Regions from separate parts of the Gossypium hirsutum genome. Here region 2 is linked to region 1. The links are chromatin contacts, called in public Hi-C maps. All regions are on one chromosome and are shown on one strand. The core of a region is the stretch at or near the end of the contact, and the rest is flanking DNA. Distances in the headings are between cores, read along the strand shown. Region 1 has its middle 4.3 kb from the start of LOC107896207. Region 2 holds the start of LOC107897925.

Region 1 (2,769 bases), core at 134-2,633:
ATAGTTGAACTGATTTTTATTTATTTATGTTGATAATTTTTTAATAATTTATTTAATCAAATGGACATACCAGTCGAATTAGTGGGACTAATCAGTTCAACCACTAATTTGATTATGTAAACGTTGATTTTTTTAATTTTATTAAAATATAATTTTTAAATTCATAATAAATCTAAAAAAAGGATTTAAGACACCAAATCCTAAAGCTTTAAACTAAAATTAGATTGTTTTTACATGCATAATTCTTTTGGGTAAGTGACATAAACTAATAGAAATGAATTGGTTTTGTATCCCAGAAGACATTTCAAATTTAAGAGTTAGGACCCAAAAGAGCTGAACAAAATATAAACTGAAAAAGCGATTAATTGGCTATATTAGTGGCAGACTTTTCTAACTTAAATTAAGAAATAATCATTTATTTGCTATATTTTAAATGTTAATTAAGGATAAACAACAGTAACAACAATTATTGTACCAATCATCCATAAAAAGAAAGTAGCAATCCTCCATATAATTCATGAGAAGGCGAGTTGATCTTTGCTCAAACACTCAAAATTCTAATATACGCAATCAGCTTAGCCGCCGAGGATCAAATTGCAATCCCAATAAGAAATATACAATCAAACTAAGAGAAGCCTAACAAGACAAGCAATGCAATATCATCTTCTTCGTTTTGCAATTATAACCAAATACAACTACTCTTAATGAAATGATATTCCATAAATTTATTTCCAACTTCAACAATTACAAATTCTACATTTATTTTTTCATATTGCTATTAAAAAAAAATCATTTTGCAGGTTTCAACATCATCTGAGCTCACTTCTTCTAATAATTAACCCATTATATAGGATAAGAAGATTATTAATATTAAAGAAAATAATATAGATAGATACCTTAAAAATCCAGTTTCTCCACAAAGAGACAAACAATATAGTTGAATTCCTTGCCAACTCATCGTCTACACATTTTCTTGTTTTGTAAGAACTTAGAACTAGGACCTATATAGCAAACAAAAGAGAAAAACTTGCATTAATCCATCCTTATCCTATCCAGAAAGCAAAAGGACCAAACAATTATCATCAAACATCCCACGTGGTTGGTTCATGGACATGGGGCATGTCATTTGTCACGACCTTCTAAATTATAATGGCAAATAAGGAAAGTGCATCAAAGTTTTTCACTGACATGAGAGAGCCCACCTTGGAACTATGAAACTACAGTTACAAATGTTAGCATATCAGATTTACATTTGTATAAAACAAAAAGCATCATTTATTGAGTCAAGATATAACTAGGATATCTGATGATGAAATGATGACTAGATTCCCCGCCGCTTACATCACAGGGAAATTTGATCTCTTTTTGGCTTTGGGTGAGAATCTGACAGGTAATAAGATAATGAAATCCCAGGGATGTAAAGGTTGATATCATAATTAATACAGGTCCCATATGCTTCTCACAGCTATAAAACAATTTATTTTTACAGTTTTGTGGATTCAAGTGGGGATGTGGGTTGCCCCTCCCTTTCCCCTTTCCCCTTTCGCGATTTCAAACTTGAAGCAGTTTTCTGGACCCATGTCCACCCATCTCGTGTAATCTGGGTGCCACCAAAATAAGAGAAAACCAAGGTGGTTTCCTTTTTTTGTCCGTTCTTTACATTGTTTTTTAAATTATTGGAGGTAGAATTCATCGTATCACTAATTTATTGATTTCACTAATTCAATTAAAAAATTATTAAAAATTAAAAATTCGATTCAACAATTGATTCAATCGATTTTTAGTTGATTTAATCAATTTTTTAATTAGTTTGTATGGATTCTCAATAAAAGCGAAATCATAAAAATTTTTTAAAGGAGTAAAATTAAATTATATATTTTTACAATAATAAAAATATAATTTAATCATTTTAATATCTATAACTTTATAATTTTTAGGGGGTCAAAGTGTAAATTTATCTTTATTAATTTAAACTTTTATAAATTTTAAAGGGTTTAAATAGAAGTTTTTCTATTTTAAGGGGGCGGGAGCCTGCAACCCCAAGCCACGCCCCTAATTCTCGATGTAACTGATTTAAAACTACTTTCTAAAATGGTATCTTGATCCAACCTATCCGACCAATTGATCCAATCTAACTCAAACAACACTGATTTTGTAATGTTATTCTTCATCATTTTCCTTTTTTTTTTCTTTTCTTAATTGTTGCTTTCTTAAAATAATACAAAAATAAAAAAGTTATCAAAATAGTAGATTTTGCAGTTTTTTTCCAAAATATAATGAAAGAAGTAATATTTCTAGAATCTGACTCTGAATCGCCAACTTTAAAGGGTATCTCAACTCAGTTTTTTAGTTTCCAGTCACATTGATCATGGGTCGAGGAAGGGGTAGAAGGGACACGACCTTGCTACGTGCTCAAGGATTATTTTACTATCTTAATGAGACAAAATTACCTGTTAGCAAAAAAAAAGTGCAAATCGCCTCCACAAATGATAATCACTTATTCAGTGTCAGAATGAAGAAACATGGTTCCTTTTATTATTTTTTGATGAATAATTAAGAAAACATAATATTTTGATATATTTTATATTATTAATAAAAAATCTACTTATTGCTACTAATTATTTAAAAATAAAGTAAATTACTTAGCTAATCCCTCTAAAATGGAATTATTTTTATTTAGATCACTCTAATTTTATTTATTATTTTAATAATCGTGGTTAATGAATTTGCTCAAAATTATCACTACATTTTCTCCTTAACGGAAAATTG
Region 2 (2,769 bases), core at 164-2,663, 36 kb after region 1:
CCAGGCCTAAAATTCCGTCAAATTAACCAGTATAAACAAATAAATACCGCCAACCATTTTGTCCAATTCCGATACCTGCATCATAAACAAGTGAAGGATATTAAAATCAAATTAGACTTAAAGAAAATAATAAATAAAGGAACCGGAATTTTTTAAAAATAAATTACTGGAAATATTTGAAAACGTTGAACGGCAGGAAGAAAATAAAACAAACGGAAGAAACTGCTGGAATGGAAAACAGGAAAAAATCTATGACGAAATAGATAAGGAACTGCAATCGAATGGAACGGTGTTTGCAGAGCTAATCCAACGGAAGAAACAAAAATTATAACGAATCAATGTGGAGATCTGGAATGGGATTTTTGAATAAGAGTTAATTTGATTAGATTGGATTAGATTAGTGATTTTTGGAGAGATTTTAAAAGTTCGTTTTAAGTCCAAAAGCTCCTCAAATTTGCCATTGGCTGCAATATGAGTGTATTTACACCAACAAACTATATGATAATTACTTCCTCGAACCGGGACAATACTAGCTCAAATCCGTCCGAATCCTGTCTAAAATCTCCAACATCGTCGCCGGAATTTGACTTCACAGCCACCGACCGCGGCGTTAATCCGAAGCTCGATCTCAGATCACCGGAAAATCTCGGAGACGACCTAAAAGCGTTAAAAGATTACACATACCGCATACGAAACCTTCATAAGTTTTCGGCTTTTGACATCACGGATAGCCGGCTAGGCCTAGGATGGAAAGCTTCACGGCGACGCTGCTGGTGAGAGGAAGGTCTAATCAAAGCCGACAAAGCTCTCCTAACCAGATCTCCTTCGACACCACCGATTCTCACGAGCGAGTTCGTCATCGCAGATCTACGCGCGTTAAGCCGATTACTCGGCGCGTAACCTGTCCCGGCGTGCGAAGTATTGAAGCTCTTATGAAGACTGCAACGGAACGATCCCGGATGCGTTGTAGGTGAACACATGCAAGTCCGCTTCGTCTGTTTGCTCTGTAAATTCTTCAACGCCTCAGTGGTTCTCCGGACGGTGGTGATTGAACGGTTCGGTGAGATCGGACGGTTGTCGAGCGAGAACCGCACAGATGACGCTGATGAAGAGTTTCTGTGCAGGTTAATACGTGGTGGAGAAGTAGATCTGGGTTGATTGAAGAAAGTTGAACGTGAAGAGAAACCTGAACTGGAATAGGCGAAAGCGGAGGAGGAAGAAGAAGATGGAGAGTGTGACTGTGAAGCGTAGAAAGAAGTAAACCGGGAAGATGGGGAATGAGATCGGAGAACCGGACCACTAGACCTTCTAGAAGAAGCCGCCATTTTTTATTAAGCTGTTACAGAAAAGAATAGAGGTGTTATTTGAATTTCTAAAATGTAGAGTTTGGCTGTTTAGTTGGGCAAACCTAGCTTCATTCGAGCCATGTATTTATAGGGTGGGTTGGGAATATGACGATAATTTTCAAACTTGGGATTCTAAATTCTTGGCTTTTGAGCTTCTGCCCCTAAACTTTTCTTTATTTATTTTCATTGCTCTTTCGTTATTATTACTATTCTTTGTGGCTCACACGTCATTTTCTTCCTCTCATTTTCCCATTCATGACTTTTCCTTTTAAAAAACCAATTTGTTTCTAGTAAATACGCTATGGTTGCTAAAGGTATATAATATTTTTAAATAATAATTATATATCTGATAGTAAATTTAGATTTAAGAGAGATCATGCAGATAGAGTTTAGCTTAAACATTTTTTCCTAACATATAAATTATGAGTTATGGGTAGAAATATGCGTTATAAAAATATATATTATTTTAATGAATAAATATATATCATAAGTTAACATTTTGATTAGGATTTGAAATTTAAAAAAATATGAATTTAAGCATCAAAATAGTGTATGCAACTATTTCACTATTTTATTTGGTAAAACGCGTGTAAATTAACTCACGTTCATTTTCCCCAAACATTTTCTAAAAATTTATAAATTATTTTATATATTCATCTACAAATTCTATCTCACGCGTATGTGGAAATCATAAATATAAAAATATAAATACCTATTTAAAAATAACACAGATAATGAAATGTATAATTTAAAATTAATTAATAATAGCACATGAAATATTTACGTTATTAAAATTAAAAAATTAGATTAAATTGTTTATCATTTGAGTTGATGTCGAGTTAATTTGTGATATCAACCCCATCAAATACATTATTAATATATAAAACTAATTGGGTAATAAAGTGTGCATAATAAAATTAAAATATATAAAAAATCAAAATCTAATTTTATTTGAGTGGTAAATTAAAGGTTTTATTAATGTAATTGAAATGAATTTAAATTTAACTATATACATATAATTTTCCTATTTTTATTTGATTTTTTAAAGTGAATTTTTAAAATACTCTCGAATAATATTAATTATTTTAATTACAAAATAGTATTAACTAACTTCCTGACTAAATTAATAATTTGTTTGAGAATGACACTAATTCAATCAAGAATTTTATTAATAATATATATACATATAATTATAGTTTTGGCAAAATTCATATGTAAAATTATATTAAAACTTAATTAATATTGCCGATATATATGAGGGGAGTAAATGAGAAATGAGAAAGTGGAAGGAGTGACAGGCAGAGCAGAGTTCAAAAACTTTATTATCGAAATAATAGACTTCAACCAAGAGCAAATCCTCATCTGAGGTTACCATATGAGGTATTAATGAGCAATGTTAGATTTTTATGGGGACTGGTGTTGA

Evidence for each region. A called contact is a pair of places that touch in the nucleus more often than the background predicts.
Region 2: a contact with region 1 is called in a Hi-C map of leaf, with 2.1 times the contacts expected there. The contact joins the promoter of LOC107897925 here to the enhancer-like site in region 1. A contact is called at or near these places in 3 of 34 Hi-C or Micro-C datasets (hypocotyl and leaf).

The regions. Positions count from the first base shown.
Region 1 is chrD08:24,838,193-24,840,961 of Gossypium_hirsutum_v2.1, forward strand. No RefSeq gene overlaps it. Among protein-coding and RNA genes, the nearest start is that of LOC107896207, 4.3 kb to the right of the region's middle. Within about 2 kb of position 1,384, at least 6 of the 9 cell types and tissues checked have an H3K27ac peak or open chromatin away from gene starts, as enhancers often do. A contact at or near this core is called in hypocotyl and leaf, where this site is marked.
Region 2 is chrD08:24,874,056-24,876,824 of Gossypium_hirsutum_v2.1, forward strand. It overlaps LOC107897925, which reads right to left and starts at 1,414. Exons shown (of 1, transcript XM_016823532.2): 1 at 1-1,414. The coding sequence starts at 1,325. The coding sequence ends at 699.